Linked DNA regions of Hordeum vulgare: regions 1 and 3 are each linked to region 2. The links are chromatin contacts, called in public Hi-C maps. All regions are on one chromosome and are shown on one strand. The core of a region is the stretch at or near the end of the contact, and the rest is flanking DNA. Distances in the headings are between cores, read along the strand shown.

Region 1 (4,369 bases), core at 396-2,895, 300 kb after region 2:
GCATTTTTTTGCGAGAAAGTAATTGAGTGTCGAGGAGACTATCTTTTGAAGTATAAGAGCAAGGAGTTCATCATCAACACACCATCTATTACCTTTTGAAGAGTGGTGTCTTCTAGATTGGTTAGGTGTCGCTTGAGAGCCTCCAAATCGTGTGAAATTGAACCAAGAAGTTTGTAAGGGCAAGGAGATCACCTACTTCGTGAAGATCTATCCGAGTGAGGCTAGTCCTTCGTGGACGTAAGCCATGATGGCATAGACAAGGTTGCTTCTTTGTGGACCCTTCGTGGGTGGAGCCTTGTGTGGACTCGCACAACCGTTACCTATGTGGATTGAAGTCTCCATCAACGTGGACGTATGATAGCATCACCTATGAGAAACACACCAAAAGCACCGTGTTCATTGTGTTTGATTTCTTCGATCCCTCCTTCACTTTCATATGCAATGTCTCTATTTTCCATTGCTCAACTCTTAGACTTGCATGTGTAGGGTGTTGCTTGACTTGATACAATTGCTGAAAACTGCCTACTATTAAAATTGGGAAAATGTTAAGTTTTAATTCAGTCAAGTTGTTTAATTATCCCCCTCTGGACATACTTTTGATCCTACACCATCTAGTGCATTTTCTTATGATTGTCCTCATCGTCCCATCACGCCAGTGATTCGTTTGCATGTTTGTTTAGGAATTTTTAAGACACACATAAGATAAATGGAAACTTGTACAAGAGACGAAAGGGGAATTTCCTCCCCCCGGTGGATAATAGTTTTTATTTCCATCCACTAGTTTTCTTGACGACATAGGTCAATCATATACTGAAAGCAATTGGTCTTGTTTATATCCATCATAGCTGGCAAGCCTTTACAGTGGTGCAGATTTGCTCATATAGCTAGTTTTGCAAAAGGATAACTCGGACTAAACAGCGTTCCATTGAACACATAAACACTCCTCATCCTAACCGATCATGTAATAATCACAGATGGTTTGTAGGGTGTACATAACTGGATAGGATAAAAGTCATCAGCTAAGGATTGGAAAGGACATCCAGGTCCAAGTTATTCTTTCAAAACCTAGATAAATATATTATTTCCTATTTTATAATCAATTTTCATGAACACATAAATTTAATTTTATTGCCAAAATTCAAGAACCCACGTATAAAATTTGGTGGATAAAAACCAAAAATTAAGACAAAAGAAAAATGACTCATGTACCGTGTGATGCGCGTAAAGTGTCATCATCGAGCATCAAAACCCAACGAGTATGTCATATGTGTACATTGGTAAAAAAGGACCCTCTGATTTACGTCCACCATTAGACAAAGATGAGATGGGATTAGGAAAGATAAGAGTGGAACATAGAACCTTTCGTCCTGAAATTCTTATATACTCATAGAAAAAGTAACATATGGCACTTGTAACATTCATAGCAAAAACTACAAGATTCATATCCAATTTACACTACAACATTCATAACAAAATTTCTGTCCAATATGCTTTAGAACCAGCGTCCAAAATATGAACAGAATTGCAGGTTCAGTCACCCTCAAGATAGGGTTTGCATGATGTGAGGCCGTTCTCATGGAATTGAAACATCAAATCTCTTTCCTCTGCGACGAAAAATCAAACGCTTGGCCAAACCAGTGGATGTCCATCACCACGCTGAAATATCACATCTCGCATGTTCTTAATCTTCCTCTGTTCGGAACGTTCTGAATTTTTGAACACTTGCAGGTAGGGTCTGAAGTCTGAACACTTTCAGATGTCTTCATATTTCAGGCGTCAGGAGGTTGAGCCTGACGCACCGCCTCCCGTTCCCCCCGCCTCACCGCCTCCAGTCGCCCAGGGTCTCCGCCGCCGACGCCCTCGCATCCTTGCTCCCCCGTCCCACCACCCGGCACCGACGCCGCCCCCGTCGACACTTCGCGGCTTCTTCACCGCTCGCCGACGAAGCAGCGCCTCGTAGTCACGCGTCCCCGCATCTGAGGGGCGCTCCCTCTTTCGCCGAATCGCGGTCGGTTCCGCCATGGCGGCGATGGGGCAGGAGGGGGACGACGTCGACCACTACGAGGTGCTCCGCCTGCCGTCCGGCGAGGAGGGCGCGGCGCTGAGCGTCGAGCAGATCGAGAAGGCCTACCGGACGCAGTCGCGGCTCCGGCACCCCGACAAGCGCCCCGACGACCCCAACGCCACCGCCGACTTCCAGAGCCTCGCCAGCTCGTACAAGTTTCTCCGGGATGAGTCCCTCCGCCGTCAGTTCGATGCCCGCCTCCGTGGCCGCCGCGAGGCCGCCGCCCGCGCCGCTGCCACCGGGGTCAAGCGGCGGAAGGCCGTGTCCGACCTAGAGGAGCGCGAGCGCGCCTTCGCCGCCGGAGGAGGCCCCGCCGTCGACCCCGCCGAGCTGGCCAGGCGAGAGGACAAGCGGAAGGCTGCCGACGTCAAGCGCGAACTCGATGAGTTCTTCGCTGCCAAGAAGTCCGGCGTCTCTGGCTCTGCTTCGACTCCGGTAATGTCTCTATCCAATTCCTTCGTCTCTTCGTGTAGGATTGATAGCGATGTGCTCTTGCTGCACTTATAATTGCTGCCTGCCTCGTGCTAGCGTACTTCAACTGTGCCGAATTGCTTAAAGATCTCATCCAGCTAGCGTACTTCTGAATTAGTATTCTCTCATCCAGCTAGCGTACTTCTGAATTAGTATTCTGCTTCATGGTTTCGTAACCATTTGCCCCGAAGTTAGCTTTAGACGGTGCATGTAAATAAAGACCAAAATGATGCCTAAACTAATATAAGAGCATTTAGGACACTATTTTAGTAATCTAAACGATCTTATATTAGTTTACAGAGGGAGTACAACTTAAGAGGGATAGGGTTTGCAATTGTAGCCTTGCAAAGGAAGGTGGAACAATATGTAACTAACTGCCTGTACCATTGCGGATAACCTTCAAACAGAGTATATACTTTCATACTGTGGGTGATTTTTTTTAAGTGTACCTGCAAACAGACTAATATTCCCCAGAAATGCATCAAGAGTACTTATCTTCAAAGTATAAAATCTTAAGGTTATGCAAGAGATTTGTTGATCTGTACCTTTTATGTTGGTACTAGTACTGACCACAACTTGGTTATTTTCCTTTTAGCCACATGGAGATAAGAAGGGTGGAACTCCAGAGAATGGACCAAAAACGGACAAGGGTAAGATCTTGAAGGTTTCTTGGGAAGGGGGTGCAGATTACTACACTGCAGCAAAGCTGGATGAGATCTTTAAGCAATTCGGCATGGTTGAAGATATTGTGATCAAGACTAGTAAATCAAAGAGAAAGGGTTCAGCAATTGTTGTCATGGCTTCCAAGGAGGCGGCAGTAAGTTTCATCTATCTACTTACTTTTTTTTGTCCTTGAGAATTTTTCTACCTCAATTGATTTGTCCTTGTAGATCTTGAACTAGCACATAAAATTGAGCTCATTTCAGATCCACTACAAGATACTCCCTCCATTCCATAATGTAGTGTGCCCGAGCTTTTTGAGATTTAAATTCGACCATAAATTTAATCAACGTGGACGACTGCGGCGGGAACAAAAAATATACCATTGAAAACTTCTTTCGAATACGAATTCAATGGTATGATTTTTGCTCCCGCCACAATCGCCCACGTTGGTTAAATTTATGGTCAAATTTGAATCTCGAAAAGCATGGGCGCACTGCATTATGGAACGGAGGGAGCAGGAGTTTACAAGCAGTCGCATGCCTATGTTTTATCATGCATAGTGTCTTGCTATCTCTGTTTTTGGTTCAATAATCAATATTGATGTCATTTGTTCCATTTCCATATCGTACCACCGCGTGGATCTTTACCAAGCTGTACTATATGTCGGAATTGATTATATGGTTTTGTTGTGCGGCTAACCAACACTTGTTTACTTTTTACAGCAAACTGCACTGAAGAACCATTCTGTGTACAATGTTTTCCCTGTCCCATTATTTGTTGCTTCTGTTCAAGAATCGGGAGGGTTACCAGCAAGGTCAACTCAAACACCTGAACCGAGGACAAGCAACATTGATGGAACTGGGTTCAGCGATTTGGAAGCATCAGTATTCCAAAAACTTCAAGAGGTACTTGCTTTGGTTCTTCTCAGTTTCCACTGTATTAGTTAAAATTCAATATTCATGTTTTTTCGCTGTTAGTGAACAAAGAAAATCCATTTTAGAATTTTGTGTAGTTTCTTTGACTACAAGGTAGTTTGCTTATGTGTTGCATGATAGATATATATTTGTGTGCATTGGACAAATAAATAAACAATAAATGCATTTTTAACTTTGCAGGCCCAGAAAAGGAAGAAATGTGGATAGTTGATGCTCCTCGAGACGTGGGGCAGTG
Region 2 (4,001 bases), core at 431-2,930:
TTCCAATGAAGCAGACGAATATGGCCCGCGTGATCCATTGAAGTATCCATGCCCATCAGGGCTACCAGACAACAAGTCCGACTTTGTACCAGATGCCATTAACCCGGTTATGGCAAGTTTATGCCACTAAAAAGTTCAACATGAGTACAAAAAGTTGCAAAAGACTAATCTTGCAACCATTGAGCTCAAATGCCCAAGAAGCAGTGAGAGATCTCAAATCACAGAAATACCTGTCAATATAGAAGATCGTGAGTTATAAATAAATCTTGGAACCAGTCTTTCACATCAAGTAACATGGTACGCTCCAGGTCCAAAGTAAGGAGCAAAAAAGATAGCTTTGACCAAAGAAAACACACTACCTTAATGGAATGTGCCAACACTTAATTTTTTACATAAATATTCCAACGTGTGACATCTTGTTTTACTCCATGGTTTTTACAAACACAAACTTTCTTCCGTGTACAGAAGCTTTCAGCTTATTAATGTTGCCCGATAAAACATAATCCGCAAAACAGGCCAACTGCAGTGTGACACACTAGTCGTATATAAAATAAGAAATAAAAAATGACAAATTATATGTGACACGTCCCACTAATGCAACAATACTATTAAAGTATTAATAAATGCAACCAGCTCTGCTCCATCCATAAGTCTAGGGGTACACTATGAGACACAAAAAATTGTTTGTTTTCCATCACGTTAGACTTCTAGTTAGTTTACTAAATCCGCTTAATCATGCCATAGTGACAATGTAATGCACAAAGCAAAGGTCGACAGAGATACTAGCAGCTCCTAAAGATGAGCTCTAGTACAGACCGAAGACCACATCACAATCAGCATCACCAACAGAAATGCACCATCTACAAGGAAAAGGACGACAGAGCGCCTTTTACTCAAAGTTCTTGGAGCTGGCTAACAAATCGAATAACCCATGATACATGGCTCCATGGAACGTCCATCAATGACCGAAATGTAGAAGTTATCAAAGCTCGAAATGAAGCACTGAGAACTACTCTCGATTGTTTTTCAAAGGTTCAGCAAACTCGGACATTCACGTCTGCCAACCCCCGCAGCCAACTGATAAGTCTCGCGCTAGCGCCTACAATCAAGAATTCACCAAATTCAAAGCTAAACGAAGCTTGCCACTAGAGCACTCTAGCCCCACCTCTATTGATCCAGCCTGCACAAACCACCGCCACTCACCGCCCGGATCTCAGCAGAGATCCCACCAATTCCAGTTAAATCCAGCACCTACCATATCTCGTGAACCTCTCTACACAGCCGAGAGCCACCATCAGATCCCGTGCCCAAACCCTTTGTGGCGGATCAACCCCCGGGGAGGGCCCACATGTCAGACGACGCGTCGCACAAAGAAATCCCTCCCGCAAGCTCAGACAGCTGCGCCCGAGCACCCGCGCACGCGGGAATTGGACGATTGCTCGACGGAATCAAATTGGGCGTGAACGGTGGGATTAGGGCTTACCGAGAGCGCAGGGATCCGGATCTTCAATCCGGCGGGGGAGCTCGCCGCCGAAGAGGGGTAATCGAGCGGAGAGGAGCAGAGCGTCGGGGGAGGGGAGGGCGGGGCGGGGCGAGGCTCGGAGGAAGAAGAGCTCGAGTTGGAGAGAGCTTCGAGGGGAGAAAGGGCGGCTTCGGTGAAGGCGGAGGAAGGAAGGGGGCGAGGTGGGGTCGCCGTCGGTCTGAACGGACAAAGGGGAAAACGAGTCAGCTAAAATGGTGGCGGTGGCTGTGCCAATGACATGTGGGGCCGGGCCCGCTGGGCAGTGCCAGGGGGCGGTCATGTGTGGGGATGTTGTTGGCCTCGTTGCCATATCCTCTCTGTAAAGAGCAAACGATGTGTTTTTCCGAAGGCTACGCGCATTCCAACGCCGACTCTCAAACTGCTTCTATTCATTTGGACAGACCCCATGAGTCATTTAACACTAACCCTTATCAGTCCATCGAGCAATTTAGATCGTAATTTTTTTCATAAAGACCAAACAAACTGAAGAGCTTTGTAGGAATACCCAACACTAGCCACATAGGAGTATGACACCCGTGTTCATAAAAAACTAAGGCGAAGCCCACGCTTTTGTAGTTGGTTGCACTATTTTCACGGCAAAATCACCCACTCTCCTCTTTCATCCCGCCGCTTTCTAGCAAATTTTTGCTCTTTCCATGGCCTCTTCTTCCCTCCCGTCATCGATGCATGGACTCGGCAAAGACCCTGTAGGACGGATGTGCTGAAGGATCTGATGTCACGACTCGGTCCTGAGAGGGGCTTCAAATATTTATGCTTTCTGTGTGAGTCCCTGGATCAATAGTTGACATGCACAGCCGACGATGAAATGCTAAGAATATATCATACGTCAAACTATTACATCACAGATCTAGTACTTTACAATACACACCTCCTTAACTATGGACTAGCTTAGTATATGTTCATGCAGCGGAGATAATGTTCTGGTCTTGTTGTGTCCATCCACTCACACGCAAGAGTTGAGTATAGCTTTGTAATCCTACTTTGTACCTTTCCTTTTATACGAAAAACCTACAACATGATGTGTTGCAGCCACAAGAGTCAATACATTGAATTGGCAAGCTTCATCATGATTAGCTTGTTGGAAAGTAAACATGCAGTTTCGTATGGCTGATTTTTCTTTTGCGCGAAATAATTTTGTCCTACCTTTGTAATAGTGGTCTACTCTAATAACATTATGACGCTCCCGGTCCATCCCCGGTCTTAATCAAAGGCACTCCCGATCCATCCCTGGTTGTAACCTTAGGCACAGAGGTTCATCCCCCTGATGGACCTATTCTCTTTTTTCAATCAATCAAATCTTAATTAAGAAGGGGTGTTGAGATCAAGCTGACAATTCTTCGATGAGTTGCTCAAAGTTATCTGTCATCGGAGACACAGCTAATCATGATCGGTTGTATACACTCTAAAAAGGTTTGTGTACATTATCCGTTATTTTCAGTCACACCTTATTGCTACTAAATTTCACTTGTGAAGTAGCTAGGTAGATCTAGATGAGACTTTTAGGAAGTAGTAGCCCTCTCCCAATGGCAGACCCACTCCATCCTACATGCAATAACTACATTTGTTGGTCATGCGAGGAGGATTCCCACAACTTACTTGGTCTAAGTCAGAGTTCACATTGACTCGCGGTTACACATGAAAACTACTCGACTTGAACTTGTACAGTCCCTTTTGAGCATGGGTCATCGCCCACACAACTATCGACCTCGAGGCAATAGCAAAGCACCGCCGAGATGTTTCATTAATTAAGTTGTTAATAAGTAGTCAATCGTGAGGTTGTAGTTTTAAATGAAATAATTGGTGTTTCTCAATCCATGGTGTAGCATCTAATTAAGTAACTACTCAATGGTTACAAGGTCAGGATACAATGGACCTAAATTTCTTCTAAAGTGTTATGTCAAACATAAAGTAAAAATTCATACACTGGATTCCTAGTTGAAAACACCTACAATGCATGAAACCATACTTTATGCTCAAATGTTCCACTTTCTTGGTATTGACATTTCTCAATCTCACAATCTTGATCAAGTTACTCTTCGCTCTCTGTACATTCTAAGGTAAGTAAAAAATAATCATAAACAATCTCACAAAACAATGAAGCATACAACAAGTGTTTTTCATGGTGTTGGTGTTATTGTGATGTGAGATCATGTGTCAATGTTAACTATATCTGGCCATTTCTCGGGTCGGGCTTCGTGTCGGGCCAAAAAAGACCGACGTCTGCAGGAGAGGCCTAAGCCTGGCCCGGTCCGACCAATTACTATGTTTTCCAGGCTCAGGCCCAGCCCGAGGCAATGCCGTAAAGCCCGAAGCACGGCCCTACGGGCCAACATCAGGAAAAACAACATAAAATTGTCCAATAAAAAACAGAACAACAGCAAAATAGCATCAATACTGTAGTAAACTATAGCAAAACAACACTTTTTCTCAGAGCAAAACATCACTATTTCTGAGAGCA
Region 3 (4,196 bases), core at 1,206-3,705, 280 kb after region 2:
GTGTTTGGTAGAGAAAGTTAGCTTTGCCAAGCAACTGGACTAGAATCTTTACTCCACTGCGAGAACATATGCAGCTCTCTTCTGACAGCAATTACAGAGAAAAATGCAGCGCTAAACTGTTGTCCTGCTAGTGGGTAGATACTGCTGCTTGAATATGCTCAAGTTGTATCAGCTAACCACATATTATCAAACAAGTAGCTCTGCCTGGGTAGGGTATATAACTCAAACAGGCCCAGTGGAACCTAACCAAGGTAAACTGGTGGGCTGATGATCCAAAGGCTCCCTACACATCTTAAACGTGACTACTTGAACAGGGTATCAGGGAAATTTGCAGGAGAGATGTTATAGCTATAGATAAGATTGAACAACAGCCATAAGTAGTGACAGTACATTTATATCCAAATACACAGCTTCTACTTGGATGAAATTAGAAATACCATAAAATGAATATTGAGCAAGACAGTATGTTAAACAAGACGGATATATGCCTAATCATTGTACTTCTCGCGTCATTGAGCATGACTAAAAACAAAGACTAATGTGTGTGGCAGCTAGCATACACCACTTATCACAAATCAGGCCTGTCTATCAGTGGGGAAACCGACATGAAACAGAACAAAATGGGACAGTGCATAATCCCAAATTATGACAGGAATCACTGAAACTGCAAGTTTCTAATTTATCAGCCCAATTAAATTGTAACATGTTACACCCAGACATTGATTGCAGCAGACCACAAGGCCACATAAAGATGCAATTAGGAAGCTACAAATATCAAGCATACTTTACCACTTGAAAAGGAGGTTCAGCATACTATAAAATGTATAAATACTCTGCAATTGGAACAAAAACAGATAATTGCTGAGTTTCCCTCTGTCCCTGTGAACACTAACATAGAGCAAGTGGCAAAAAGAACAGGGCCAACATGCAGTCCTGTGTTCACTATTATTCTACAGCAGGACCTGAAAGTTGAGATTATGATATAGCTAGGATGTTGTGGTGTAAATTTAGAAGAAACTTGAATGATATAAATTCACAAACATCAAGAGTCACATGAGAACAATGATAGGTTGTGGTTGTGTCACCTTCACTATGACAAGGAATGGCCTTTGTCTCTTGGAACGTTGCCCTTATTTATACCACCACTAATTATGAATAATATTTTTTATGGTCCATCGAGCATCATAAATACTGAGAAATTGGATCTTTTGCCCCACTTTACTTCCCAATTTGATAATTTGCCACCCCCTGAGAGGCTGCCGGGTGGGGCCGGGGCCACTGGTCATTGAGACAACACTGGGGCAAATCATCCGACCCCTTGTAAAGTGGGGCAAATCATCCGACCCCTTGTAAATACTAGATTACTCCAAGATCACAAGCTTAAGATGTAATACGTCGTTCTGATAAAGGGTATCAACACACACCCTAAATATGTGTCGTATTTTTTTCATTGACATCTGAGCCTCATGAACACTATGTTGCTATAAGAAAACTTCACATGCTCAAGACATAACACAACGTTCAGCTATAGAATGTAACCAGGCCATGTCAAACACACTTGCGCCACACAAAGCATACAAAAGAAAAAAAAAATATTACTACAAACAGGGTGATGTAGCATGCTATCCAACTAAGTAGACCACGCAAGACATAATTGCAACATTAGCTGTGGGGGATAGAGTTGAGAACTCACTCTCTACAGTGCCAAACCGAATGGCAAACATCTCATCCTTGAGCTCTCCGTCAGCAAAGTCTGCCGCGTGCCAGACGCAGGATTTGTCGCTGCCGGCATGTTCCTGCATCTTCGTGGTCGAGATCACTGCACACAGAAAGGATCGAGGCCATAACCGTGAGATGAGATCCTGCGATGAATCTACTTGAAGCGACAGAGCGATCGGAAATAAGGGGGCAAAATCTGACTACAAACCTAAGTGGTTGGCGCAGATCTTAAGCGTCTTGGCCTGGCGCATAACAAGGCGGACCTTGCCGTTCTCCTTGTGCTTGAGCAGCTTAACGGTGCCTGTGCCCCTCTCCTTCCACTGGTTCCCGTCCTTATCGAACCTGTATAGCTTCGCCTTCCTGCGCATCGCCACACGAACAACCCCAAAAATCAGCGCCAGATCGAGCCGAGACGAGCAAACCTAGGGGGCGCGGGGGAGCTTACATGTCGAGGAGAGAGTCCTCGTCCTCCTCACCGGTGGTGACGGCGACCTCCTCGAGCCGCACGATGGGGGCGACTTGGGCACCGGTGTCCTCCTCCTCGCCGGCGGCGGCGGCGGCCGCGGAGTCCTCGCCTTCCTCCTCCGCGACGGGGCGCTCCACGACGGGCTCCTTGTCCGCCATCGGAAGGGTTAGGCGGCGGCGCGCTTGCAACTTCCGAGTCGACGCGGCGGCGAGAGGGGGGACGAAGTGAGACGCCTACGGAAGTTGTGGGAGGTCGGTCGAGAGGAGGGGCCGTAAAAGGGGGGCGTGCTAGGGTTTTTGTGTACCACGGAGGGAGAGGCGCCGCCACAGAAGTGGGGCCCGCTGGAAGCGTGATGGGCGAGGGGCCTGGCGTAGGGTCGCGGTCTGAACTGCGTCTCAACAACGCCACTACCGATTAGGCCAGGTACAATAGTGCTATATCAGAACTCATAAAAAAATTGTCTTTTCTTAAAGATGATATTTTAGCATAATATATATCATCATAATTTTAGGGATAGCTAGTTATTTGAAGATAAGACTAAGAGATGACTCATTATAGACATTTTTTATCATTTCTAAATTATATGCAAGACTTAAGATAAAACTATCTTATCAACCATTGTACATGCTCTTAACAACGTACTTTCAACAATCTTTTCATTTGCAAAACTCAAAAATAGAACTTTTCTTTTGCAACTTTTTTACTTTGAACCCAAAATCAATAGTGCGGTACATACGATACATAGACACATATACACCATATGAGCACCTCCGGAACCGAGTTGACATATCATCTTGTTTCACACATGAACACGCCTTCGACCAAGTCGAATCCTCTCACAATATCCTCCACCGCTGCATTCTGCTACTCCCATTGGCACAGAGCGTTGATGTGCGTCTTGTCGTCATCAAGACATGGGCGCTCATTGGTGGGCTGATACGTCTTCAATGTATCTATAATTCTTAATTGTTTCATGTTATTATGTTATCATTCTAGAATGTTTTTTAGACATTAACTTGTTATTATTTTTAAGCACTACCCTATTAACCCACTTCCAAGTGTGAGTTGATTTTTTTTGCATGTTTTTTGTTTTTTAGAAATACTGTACCAAACAAAGTTTAAATACCCCGAAACATGTTGACGATTTTTACTGGACAAAATAAGAATCTGGAAGCTTCGAAAGGAGGCCAGAGGCCCCACGGGTTGGCGTCAACCAACAGGACCCGCCCAGGAGGGTGGGTGTGTCCTTATGGCTTGGGGCCACCTCCCTTGGCCTCTAGTGCCCCTCTCTGTCCTATAACTTTCCAATTATTCAAAAACCCTAGAAAGCCTTCCGAAACACTTTTTCCATCGTCGCAACTTTCTACCTGTGCCCATACTACAAGAAAAACGCTCAATTATGACCTCAAAAAATGACGATGGTTTAATTGGTCATTTATCCATGACCAAAATTCTGAAATTAGTCATGGCAAGTCTAAGAGGGTCCAAAGCCCATAACGTTATGACCTTTTGGGTCCATTAGGTCATGATCCTATTGCACAAAATGGTCATTAAGATGTGTAGAATTATTTATGATCATATTTCAATGCTATCATGACCAAATATAAGACCATAAACATATGCGTGGAGGTGACTCGACGACCCCTCATCCATTTTGCCTATGTATCATGTATAGGGAGCAAAAATTTGTTTTATACTTATATGAATGAAGTAAATTATATTAGATAAATACCAATAAATTATAATTATTCATTTTAATATCTGAATTATTTTATAAAATACAATATAATTACCAAAATAAAATATATGAGCCCATGCTAATCTCATAATGTATAGACCATATTTAGATAAATATTTTTGAAAGGTGGTATAGGGTACCTTAACTTGGTGTTTTACACAATAAAAACTTAAACATGACAATAAAAAAATATGTGGGTGAATTTTTCAGTAATGCCAAATACTATCATAATTAAATGTAAAGTGTTTCCACCCACAACACTCAACCAAAAAA

The links. Hi-C and Micro-C count contacts between places; a contact is called where the count stands out from the background.
Region 1: a contact with region 2 is called in a Hi-C map of leaf, with 4 times the contacts expected there. The contact joins the promoter of LOC123441089 here to the promoter of LOC123441113 in region 2. A contact is called at or near these places in 3 of 6 Hi-C or Micro-C datasets (all in leaf).
Region 3: a Hi-C map of seedling shows a contact between it and region 2, with 4 times the contacts expected there. The contact joins the promoter of LOC123441099 here to the promoter of LOC123441113 in region 2. A contact is called at or near these places in 3 of 6 Hi-C or Micro-C datasets (leaf and seedling) and 1 of 1 datasets of contacts at active chromatin or transcription factors (embryo).

What each region holds. Positions count from the first base shown.
Region 1 is chr1H:409,597,861-409,602,229 of MorexV3_pseudomolecules_assembly, reverse strand. It overlaps LOC123441089 (pre-mRNA-splicing factor cwf23-like), which reads left to right and starts at 1,645. Exons shown (of 4, transcript XM_045117615.1): 1 at 1,645-2,500; 2 at 3,132-3,353; 3 at 3,922-4,104; 4 at 4,315-4,369. The coding sequence starts at 2,021. The coding sequence ends at 4,341.
Region 2 is chr1H:409,901,104-409,905,104 of MorexV3_pseudomolecules_assembly, reverse strand. LOC123441113 reads right to left here and starts at 1,680. Exons shown (of 16, transcript XM_045117637.1): 1 at 1,484-1,680; 2 at 1-230. The coding sequence starts at 99.
Region 3 is chr1H:409,618,494-409,622,689 of MorexV3_pseudomolecules_assembly, reverse strand. LOC123441099 (ran-binding protein 1 homolog c-like) reads right to left here and starts at 2,455. Exons shown (of 4, transcript XM_045117622.1): 1 at 2,165-2,455; 2 at 1,928-2,079; 3 at 1,694-1,819. The coding sequence starts at 2,343.